Regions from separate parts of the Sus scrofa genome. Here region 2 is linked to region 1. Evidence: chromatin contacts called from public promoter capture Hi-C data. All regions are on one chromosome and are shown on one strand. The core of a region is the stretch at or near the end of the contact, and the rest is flanking DNA. Distances in the headings are between cores, read along the strand shown. Region 1 holds the start of ASB18 (ankyrin repeat and SOCS box protein 18). Region 2 holds the start of COPS8 (COP9 signalosome complex subunit 8).

What was found. Promoter capture Hi-C pulls out the DNA fragments that hold promoters and counts their contacts.
Region 2: a contact with region 1 is called in a promoter capture Hi-C map of fetal skeletal muscle, with 7 times the contacts expected there. The contact joins the promoter of COPS8 here to the promoter of ASB18 in region 1. A contact is called at or near these places in 1 of 5 promoter capture datasets (fetal skeletal muscle) and 1 of 2 datasets of contacts at active chromatin or transcription factors (skeletal muscle).

Annotation. Positions count from the first base shown.
Region 1 is chr15:136,113,321-136,119,053 of Sscrofa11.1, reverse strand. It overlaps ASB18 (ankyrin repeat and SOCS box protein 18), which reads left to right and starts at 2,970. Exons shown (of 6, transcript XM_021075270.1): 1 at 2,970-3,241. The coding sequence starts at 3,037.
Region 2 is chr15:136,825,570-136,831,302 of Sscrofa11.1, reverse strand. COPS8 (COP9 signalosome complex subunit 8) reads right to left here and starts at 3,081. Exons shown (of 8, transcript XM_003133761.4): 1 at 2,863-3,081; 2 at 1,810-1,880; 3 at 625-673. The coding sequence starts at 2,940.

The DNA.
Region 1 (5,733 bases), core at 1,721-4,220:
TTCTAGCAGTTGGCCTCCTGGAGCTGGGGCAAAGGTTTAGAAATGTCATCAAGGAACCCTCCATCTTGTTCCTCTTTCTGTTCCACTCACCTTAGTATGTCGAGCCTTCATCTTATGTCTATCACCTCATGGTTGTAATGTGGCTGCCACAGCTCCACACATCACGTCCATGTTCAAGGAAAACAGAAGTGCCAGCCACTACTTCCCCTTAAAATTATGAAAGGAAAAAACTTCCTAGATGCAGCAGAGCAGACCACACCTGCTCTCACCAGAGAGAAGTGGGTTGCCAGGGAAGCTAAGATGTCAATAAGCTAGAAAAGGAGAGCTGGGCAGATGCTACTGATTTAAACCAACACGATTCATCACCAGGGGCCAGGCACATCATCACAACAAAGAAAACCCAGGTTCTTTTAGGGAGAAAGAGAACAGATATTGAGAAGGAACTTCAGAGCTGGCTCCTCAAACGCAAATATAGACATGCATCAGATGGGAAGAGAATCACTGTATGGAACAGAAGTTGCAAAATCTTGCAGAGGAGCTGAGAGGAGAAGGGTTCATTATTCAGGGTTCTCCAGAGAAACAGAACCAAAGGAAAACCTCTGTGTGTGTGTGTTTTCTTAAAATAAAGATACATGTGATTTATTTTAAGAAATCGACTTGCACAATTGTGGTAACCAGCAGGTCCAAAACCTTCAGGGCAGGCCAGCAGACTAGAGGCTCAGGAAGAGTAGCAGGTCTAATCCAAAGACCATCTGCTGCCAGTACTCCTTTGGCTCAGGGCATATTAGTCTTTGTTCTGTGAAGGCCTTCAACTGATTGGACAAGGCCCACCCCCATTACTTTACTCGAAGACTACCAACTTAAAAAATAAACTTCAACCCACCCCCAGAAAAGAACCCTCACAGAAACATCCAAAATGTTTGACCAAGTATCTGGGCACCATGGCCCAGCCTGATTCACACATAAAATGAACCATCACGCAGGAAGACAAGAGAAAGTGAGGGATTTCCCGTTGTGGCTCAGTGGGTTACAAACCTGACTAGTATCTGTAAGGACACAGGTTTCATCCCTGGCCTTGCTCAGTGGGTTAAGGATCTGGTATTGCTGCAAGCTGTGATGTAGGTTGCAGATGTGGCTTGGATCCTGCGTTGCTGTGGCCGTAGCATAGGCCAGCAGCTGCAGCTCCAATTCGACCCCTAGCCTATGGAATTTCCATATGCATTGGGTGTGGCCCTGAAAAGCAAGAGAGAGAGAGAGAGAGGGAAAGGAAAGAGGTTGCAAGATGGGAACACAAGGCAGAGGGACGTCCATAAAGGCACATGAGAGGAGAGATGCCATTGAAAGCTACAAACCTGCAACCAGTAGATAAACAACTCCTCGAGATTTAATGCAGAGTCCAGCAACTAGACTATAATATCATATTATGAACATTGAACTTACTAAGAGACTAAGAAAACGGAATTATCCCCGCCGCAAAAGAAGGACTGGTGGTTCTGCAATGTGATAGCGGTGTTAGCCAACATTACAAAGGCAGCCACCTTACAAGCTATAAATCATATGATGTATACCTTAAACATACTCAGAATGTTATGTGTTCAATATATTTCAATGTTTTTTCTTTTTTCTTTCTTTTTTTTTTTTAATGGCCACACCTGCGGCATATGGAAGTTCCCAGACTAGGGGTAGAATCAAAGCTGAAGCTGACAGGCTACACCACGCCAGATCCCAGCCCCATCTGTGACCTACACCATAGCTTGCAGCAACGCTGGATCCTTAACCCCCTGAGGGAGGCCAGGGATCGAACCCGCAACCTCATGGATACTGGTCAGGTTCGATACCATTGAGCCACAGCAGGAACTCCTCCTGTTTGTTTTTAATAAACCCCGCAATGAGTCCACTTGTAAGCGTACGGCACAGCCTGGAGAGCCTCCCAGCATGCAGGCGCTGCTGGAGCAGGTGGACGTGGAGACACCCAGGAACGAGAGGCAGAGGGCACGGAACGCGTCCACTCTCCGCTCGTGGAATGCACAGAAACCAACAGCAGTGCTTGCACTCGCACAGGGCGTGGAATTGGGTGCTTTAAGCCTCAGGTGCAGCCTGGACAAATCCAAAGGCAGCCGCAAATACTAAGGTTACTTTTTTGTGTTCACGTATGTGGTGTGTTTGTCTTCTTGAGGCAGCCCGGTCTATCTCTGAATTTGGAAGCCAAGGATTCCCCTGCCTTCTCCTTAATTCCAAGGTCTGTCTGATTTATAGTCACCCAGACTCTCTTGGTAGATGAAGTGAAGGACTCTGTGGTTCAGAACATTACAAAATATTCCTTTCAACCGACCAGATGTTCCAAGCCAGTCTCAGGAAAAGGATTTTAAAGTTTCAGCACAGAGTCGCACTTTGGGTTTTTTTTTGTTTGTTTGTTTGTTTGTTTTTAATGGCTGGGCCCGTGGCCTATGGAAGTTCCTGGGCCAGGGATCGAATCTGAGCCACAGCTGCTGGCCTACACCACAACTGCAGCAATGCTGGATCCTTTAACCCAGTGTGCCTGGCCAGGGATCAACCGGTGCTCTTGCCGTGACCCCGCCACTGCAGTTGGATTCTTAACCCACGGCACCACAGCGGGAACTCCTACTTTATTTTATTTTTTTTATTTTATTGGCGTATAGTTGACTTACAATGTGGTGTTCGTTTCGGGTGTACAGCCAGGTGGCTCAGTTTTACACGTACACAGCCGTTCTTATGATCCTCAGTCCCACGCCTGAGCACATAGCACGGGGTCTTTGTTTTAACCACACTGTCCTGTTTCTCCCAGTCACAGGCAGGTTTACTAGAATAATCCTGAACGGAGGCCTTGGGGAGAATAGTTCCCATCTCCCTGTAAGGAAGGGGTGGGGAGGGCTGCTGGCAGGTGGTGCCTCCCCAGAGCCGTAACTGGAGCCGCTCGGCTTCTATTTATAGGCACGCCCAGAGCCCGCTCCTGCAGCTGCTGACTTTGGACTCGGTTGAGAAGAGCCGTTTGGTCGCCACACAAACGATATTACAATGTCCATCTCGGCCCGCCTTCCCGATTACCCGGTCACTTCGGATTTGGTGACGAGATTAAAGTCGGCCCTGGAAGCCGGGGATGAGGAGAGGGTGAGGGCCCTGGCCTGCACTGAAGTCCGGCCCGTGGATGCCGTGATAGAACTGGCCAACGACGACTGGATGAAGGACCCCTCGGCGCAGCTGCCCCCCGGGGTGCTCCTAGGTAACTGCGTCAGTCACTGCCTTGGAAACTGACCTCCCCATCCTGTGTGCCCTTGAGGGGTGGGCGCTGCGGGTGGAAGGGCACATGGTTGAGGCAGGCACACGGTACCTGCCCAGCTCCCTGATCCTTATTTCATAGACATACGCATGTGCTGCAGTCACTGTATATACATAATGTCTATGTGCACACACGACACGTCTGCGTATATATACGTAGTATATATTTAGTATGGATCTCTCTGCCCAGTATATATCTCTATGTCATATTATACATACAGGATATATATTTTATACACACACACACACACACACACACATCGGAGGACATAGTAGTACATACTATGTACACCACCCCTACCCCTGGGGGTGTCAACGAGCTGGGTAAGGCTTTAGGGAGAAACTGGCTACTGTGTGTGTGTGCACCTATATATATAATGATATAAAGAGAGATACTATGTATAGAGGCATACAGTGTATATCTGTGTTACATAGGCAACAATTACAGCACAATAAAAAAAATGTAAAAAGCAAAAAAATCAAGCCATGACACCAGTGCCCAGTTTTCATCTCTCCACTCCCGCCCCCCCACCCCACCCCCCTGCCGCTAGTCTATTTGCATGTGTGAACTTCCTCCACGTGTAACTGTGTGGTAGATATAACTTGTGTTCTCTGTTAACGTTTCTAAAGTATTTTCCCTGGCACTACACAGTCTTCTTAATTTTAATCCTCTTTCGAGGCAATGAATCCACCCTTGGCTCTGCCTGGGCCGGCCCAGGGCCTCACAGGGACAGCGCCCTTGGGGTACACACCCCGATCCAGGAGCCTGCACTGGGGTTTGAAGGGGACTGTGTTTTTCTGAGTCCATGAGAGAAGCTTTTCACGTTTGTTTGTTTTAATTATATTGACGTATAGTGGATTCACAATGTTGTGTTTGTTTCTGCGGTACAGCAAAGCGACTCGGTGACACGTGGATATATTCTTTTTCGTATTCTTCTCCGTGATGGTTGATCACAGGCTATTGGACATGGTTCCCTATGCTCTGCAGGAGGCCCTTGTTATGCATCTATCCTGCATATGCTAGTTGGGAGGGGATTTTAACATCATAAACCACCCTTCGGGCGGGGAGTGTTGAGCCCTGCAGAGTCACCCTGCCCCCTGCCCTGTGCCTGCAGGTGAGGTGCCTTAGCAAACACATCAACCTACCCCCAGGCTAGCTGACCAAAGCTGCTGCAGGGAGCCGGGAGGGCAGGGTCTCTGCTCTGGGCACCCCTCCCTGCCAGATCCCTGCTATGATTTGGCTTCATCATTTGATCCCTGGCTTCAATCAGTGGGTGACGGATCCGGCATTGCTGTGGCTGTGGTGTAGGCCTCAGTTGTCACTCCTATTTGACTCCTAGCCTGGGAACTTCTATGTGCCACAGAGGCAGCCCTAAAAAGAAGAAGAAGGGAAAAAAAGGAGTTCCTGTTGTGGCACAGCAGAAACGAATCCGACTAGTAACCACAAGGTTGCAAGTTCCATCCCTGGCCTCGCTCAGTAGGTTAAGGATCCAACATTGCCGTGAGCTGTGGTGTAGGTCACAGATGTGCCTCAGATCCTGTGTTGCTGTGGCTGTGGTGTAGGCCGGCAGCTGTAGCTCTGATTCAACCCCTAGCCTGGGAACCTCCATATGCCCCAGGTGCAGCCTTAGAAAGCAATACATTACAATACAACACAATACAATGCAATACAATACAATACAATACAATACAGTACAATGTAATACCGTTTCTTTTCACGTTGCTAACATCCTGCACCATCTCTACTGTCCCCACGCTTTGCTAAACACCTAAAACCAATGAAGCTGGTGTTAAGAGAGCCTCGTTCGGTCCCACGGCAAAGCCATCGCGTTCTAAATCAGATCTGTTTACACTTCCTCCCTGCCGGAAGGTAGAATTCAGGAAGGCAAGAACAGGTCCAAGCGGATGATGTTTTGAAGGACTTGGGCTTGTCCTGGGTTGTTCTCATCTCAGGACAGTTGTAACTAAATAATTACGCATGTGAGCCTGGGGCCCATCCTGGTCCCAGTGGTTCCATTGCCGGGGAAGCAGGCTGGGCGCTGGGCTTTACTGCAGCTTAAAGGCGCAGCGTGCTCACGTTGGCATCTGGAAGCTGCTGCTCTGGCTGAAGTGTGAGAGCGGGCTTTGAAGAGAACAAGAAAGGGTTAGGAAACAAGATCCAGTGATGGGTGAAGGCAGTCGCCCGGGGAGGAGATGACAGGGTCTAAACCAAGAGTGGAATGGACACAAAGGTAAGTGACAAAGCTGAGAACCGCTGGGAAGGGCTTGGTGGCACGAAGAAGATGGTGCCACCCATCCGGACAGAAATCAGAGAGACCTATGACTGTGTTTGAGCCTCTGGGCATGCCTCGCAGTATGGAGAGCAGAGGCTTGAAACAGGGATAACCCACATGACCGGCTCCCAGGAGTTTAGAGCCCATGTCATTACAGGTGCCT
Region 2 (5,733 bases), core at 1,832-4,331, 710 kb before region 1:
TTTATTTATATTTACAGATATACAGATTTCTATAACATCCAACAGAAATTACAATTTCTCATCAGAGGAATTTATAGATCTGTTCATAAACTTTATTACCAGTTTAATAACTACTTCTGTGAGCCACAAGGAAAAGAAAACAAACTTTTACGAGACTGCTTTTTGTTTTGGGGGTTTCTGGTTGCACTCGCGACATGCGACATGGGCGAGTTCCCGGGCCAGGGGTCAAAGCTGCGCACAGCAGCAACCCGAGTGGCCGCAGTGACGACGCAGATTCCCATGCTGAGTCACAAGAGAATTCGTAAGACACTGCTTTTGGGGGGTTGGGGGGCACACCTGAGGCCTATGGAGGTTCCAGGCTAGGGGACGAATCAGAGCTGCAGCTGCCGGCCTACACCACAGCTACAGCCACACAGGATCCGAGCCCGTCTTTGACCCATGTCACAGCTCATGGCAGCGCTGGATCCTTAACCCACCGAGCAAGGCCAGGGATCAAACCCGTGCCCTCATGGATGCTGGTCGGATACGCGACCGCTGAGCCACAAGGGGAACTCGCTGAAACTGCTTTTTAAGTGAATGTCATTACTACAGTAAAGTAGTAAGATTCATCACAAGAGTACTTACCGACTTTATAGCGGGTGGTATTCTTTTCCAAAGGTATCTTGCATTATTCCTAATTTATATCCCCCAAGAAAGAAGAAGCAATTTAGAAAAATCATCCTAGTAAATGTCTAAAATTCTAGATCCCACTGCAAACACACACAAGTATACTCTGAAATACTCTACGTTAAACAGGGTGAAATTTAGTTGTACATGACTTTGTCCAGGTGAAATGAGAGCGGTTTCCCAGATAAAAAGACATGAAATATTTTACCAAAGTAACATTTTGCCATTTTTAGTGAATTTTTAAATTAATAATCCAGATCTTAAATTAAGGTTACAGTACAAAGACTTAAAGAGGACTACCTAAATAATTTAGTCATATATAAAAATAAACAGATTCATACACTTTCAAGGCACTGCTGTTCCCTGACAGTATACAGGTACACAGTGCTTTTCTCCATCTCATGACCCTTCCTCCTACCAGTGGCTACAGAGCCACCACACCTTCAAGGCAGGATTTTTTGGTTTCTTTTTTTTTTTTTTTTTTTTAAGAGTTTGGAATCTTGAACGATAACAAACATATAATGACATGATTATAAAACAAGAAACATAATTTATACAATAGATGAGTAATAAAAATCTCAGTTTAGTTTAAAAGATGCCAAATAAGAAGGTTTACAAGAATTTTAAAACAAAACTGAACAGTAATCATGGCTTTCAGAACATAAGGACTCTTTTTTGCGCAGTTATACTGACTTGTCTTCAATGAACGTGAATGAGGAATAATTAAAAACAAAACCTTTCAAGAAATCGCATACATGACAGTAACAAATTCCTCTTAGCTCTCTCAATTTTCCCTTTCGGTTTCTCTTAGTCTATCGATCACATGTGACATTAAGTAAACAGGTCATAAAAGACAGACATTTCATAACAAAACAAAAGAGAAGAGACTAACAGATTTAAAGGAATTTACTGACACTGTAGTTCATCGTAACAGATTGAAAAATTTTAAGAAAGATATAAGAAAAGAAGTGCATTTTAACTCAGCCTAATCACGATTTAAGCCATGATTCAGTATATGAAATAAATATACTATTACAATAAAATGTAAAGCTCCTTCTGTCTATGTTTTAGTGATGCTACTTCAACGCAAGAATAATTTCTTCAGGAAGCTGTTTCTCTTAGCTTTAGGTAGAAAGTACTTACATGTCATTATGGAGCAGATATAAAGCTAGAAGCTGACCATACACTGGAGGTGTAGCAATTCCTCCTGGAGCCTTTAAAGCCAAAAACAAAAGAGAAAAAGCTCATTTATTTGTATACTTTTGTATTTTTCAAAGCATCTAAAAAGTAAGCATATTTCATAGTACTTACCCTTACAGATGGAGAAAAAGAGAGTGTCACACACTAAAAGCCAGAGTGATAAGTTTAGATCTGTCACCAGCTATGAATTATCTCCCTCTGGGCCACTGAGTTTATATATGCACGGGAACATTTCAGTGGGATCCCTTTCCCAGTTCTCAAATTCTTATTTAAATGGCCTTACTGTTACAAGAGTATTTCCCACAGATTCCTCAAGTATGATGATTCTGCCCGTTACACCAGGTATGTTGAAAATCTAGGTAAGTGAGTAACGAAGAGAGAAATGTCACAGCTGAATGACGAAGACGTTTCTCTCCTTGTTCAACTTTATTCAGAAAATCATCTGTTAAGTGTCTATTAGTGAGCTGCTGCTTCTGGCAGTAGTCTCTTTGGGTTAATTAACTTTTTATACTGATACTGTACATGCTTGTAAGTGCCTTTCTAAGAAAATTAAAAAAAAAAAAAAAACCCTTACTGTTAAGACCTTCGTGAAATAATTTCACCAGTCCTAATGAAGCTAAGACGGCAAGCTTCCGCGACATGAGACTAAGGACTTTCCGAGTTAGGAACAGGCTACAACGCGCACACAGACTCCCTCACCTCTCCCCACGACGGGGAGGAAACATCTTTAACCCGAGAAGCATATTGGAGAGTGTTAGGAGCAAAGACGCACAGCATTTTCGGGCTCACTGGCTGAAGACAAAACAACAAAAAGCCCCCAGCAAGTTCGGGGAGGCGAGGCCTGGATGCTCAGCCAGGAGCAGGCCCGGCGTCCCGGGCTCCACACGCCCGGCCCCGCGCCCGCCCCAGCCCGGCGGGCCCTGGGCCTCGGGCCCCGTTACCCTGGAGACCGGCGCCGCACAAGGCCACGCGCGACCCCGAAAGGCGAATGGCTACCTCCAGCTCCTGGTTCTCGCACTGATCCAGCAACTTTTTGAAATTAAAGGCACTTTCCGCCATCACCGCCACTGGCATCTTCCCGGCCGGTCCCGCCGCCGTACCTCCCCTTCTAGCTGGACCCCAGACTTGTCCCTCCGGGCGTCGCGCCCGCGATGACGTAAAAGCCGCCGTCGCCGCCGAGCTCCCGTGCGCAGGCGCATCATCGGTTCCGGCGCGTCATTAGACGTCGCTGCGGCCTGGCGGGGTCGCTGCCGCTCTGGCCCGTGCACTCTATGTCCTGGAGGACTCGCCTGGCGTCTGGGGACGCGGCTTTCGGAGCCAGGGAGGGCGGGGACTGGGGCCGGTCTGCGGACTCTTCGCTGCCTTTACTCTGAGGCCACGGAAATTTTAAAGTTCAAAACCCAGCTTTCGGTTCCTCCCCCCGCCTCCTCCTTCAGCAGCCCTCCCGCTTCGGTGCAGGCGGTGCGGTCCTTCCTGGGGGCTCCCCTCCTGCAGGCCCCCCATCCGAGAGCGGCTGCGCCAGCGTGGACCACCCGACAGGGCCTGAGCTCGGTCCTCTCCGGACCTCACTCCGCCTCCCTCCAGGCTACTCCCGGACAGCCACCGCAGCCAAAATGATGCTTTTTGAAACCTAAGTCGTCTTGTTATTCTTCTGCTCAAATCCCTAACAATCCAGAGTCTTTGGCATCGCTCACAGATCAAATCCCCAGATCCCTCCGACTTGCTCCAGCCATCCTGGCCTCCTCAGTTTTCTGCGCAGTCCTAACGAACGTTGTATGGTGCGTTATTTATTTATACTTTGGTTTGCTGCCCTTGCCTAGGCCGCCCTGCTGCAGGGTCAGCCGCAGGATTTGTGAGCCCAAAGCAAATTGAAAACGCACATCACTAGTTCAAAAAGCAGAAGGGAAATTACCCGTAAAGGCTATAGAATCTAAAGCTTTTCCCTTATTCCGCAGTGTTTCAACTTTTCATAGCATTCTAAAGTTTGCTATTTAATATTCTAAGAAAGGGAAAAAGCAAAAATTTCAATTATTAGCATGCATCTTACCATCTGTCTTTATATTATACGAAGCCAATTTTAAAGGCGAATATAAGTGCATTTAACTCATGTGGAATCACAGAAATCACACAATTGGTAGACGTAACACTTTGTTTGTACTTAAGCTGGGTCTTGCTGAATTCCTATCATTTGGGGTCGACTGGGAATTCTGCATTCATGGGGTATTTTAAACACTGTGGAGGGCAGAAAACGCATACCTCAATCATCTCTTTGAGTGTCTGTCCTCCCTATGGACTTGCCAAACCCATACTCGAAGATAAAATTATTTAGGATTCCAAGACAGTGACGGTTTCACTGATTATTTTTGTAGAATCAACACTTTCCATGTGGAAATGGTTGTGTTTAGTTATGCTTCAGATAGAACATAGAGATAAGAAAAGCACTGCAAAAGTTGCTCAAAGAATTGCCAAAAACCTTAAATAGGAAGGTGTGCAAATAGCTGGTAGAACTCGAGATATTTTGGGGGAATGAAAGCAACACACTTTCATTCGTCCAAAAAAAGAAAAGAAAAGGGACTAAGGGTAAAATGATTCTGAGATCATTCGACAAAGTTTGAGGAACAAGATTTTGAATTTTCAACATGTGATAATGGCTCCCAGCCTATTTCTGGCCAAGAAAGATTTCATTGGGAAGATAGTTATTTCAGAACTCTGAAATTTCATTTCTTTTTTTTTTTTTTTTTTTTTTTTTTTTTTTTTTTTTTTTTTTACTTTATAGGGCCACATCTGTGGCATATGGAGGTTCCCAGGCTAGGGGTTGAATCGGACAGAGCTGGCCACAGCCAGAACACTGGATACCAAGCCATGTCTACAACCTATACTTCAGCTTGTGGCAACACCAGATCCTTGACCCACTGACTGAGGCCAGGGTAGAACTCGCATCCTCATGGATATTAGTTGGGTTTGTTACCACTGAGCCACAATGGGAACTCCTAGTGAAGCTTTAGAAATACAATCACAGGTGAGAGGTAGAGCTTGGGGTATTATTCTGAGGACGAAACTCTACTTTTTGTTTGTTTTTAATTTTATTTTTAAATTATAATCAATAGAAACTAACAGACAGGCACAGTGACTTGGGAACTGGTGGCTGGGAGCTGCAGAGGGAAGGAAGAGTCTTGGGAGTGGAGGGATGGAGTAAAAGGGTCTAAGGTGAGACTTGGCTTAGACATGGGGACCTCCAAGTGACGGTGAAGGGCTGCTGGATCTCCAGGTCTGCGCCGGCCAATACTCAGTTTTCGGTTGTTGCTGTATGATGCTTCCCTTATCTTTTTACCCCCCAAACTTTCAGTCATAGGAGAAGTGCAGGGGTGTGATAAAGGGCAGTGTGGGAAAGAAGGCCGTGATTTGGGGACGCAGCACTCAGAAGAGGCAGCACCCAGAGGAAGCTCTGGTCCCCAGAGAGGCTGACTCTGGGGTGGCAGGAGGTTGTGTTTCCCACGGCACTTGGGATGAGGGGGTGGGCCAGCACGCTAAAGGGAAGCATGGGCCCTGGAGGCTGGAGGAGGTAGGTCGCAAACCCATCACCCTCGGCTGAGCCCCCTAGAGTGAGCTGCCCCCCTTCTCATCTCTTCTCAGAGAAGCACAGTCATTGAGGAGGTTGGAAATGGGAGGATGGCTAATTCAGAACCCCGGAATCTCACCTAGCTCCTAAGGAATCCACTGAAAAATACTAGGATTAACAAATGGGTTCAGGAAGATTGCAGGATAGAACACCTACATGCAAAATCAATTGTATTTCTATACAGCAATCATGAACAAACTGAAATTAAGAAAACAATTTCAGGAGTTCCTGCTGTGGCACAATGGGTT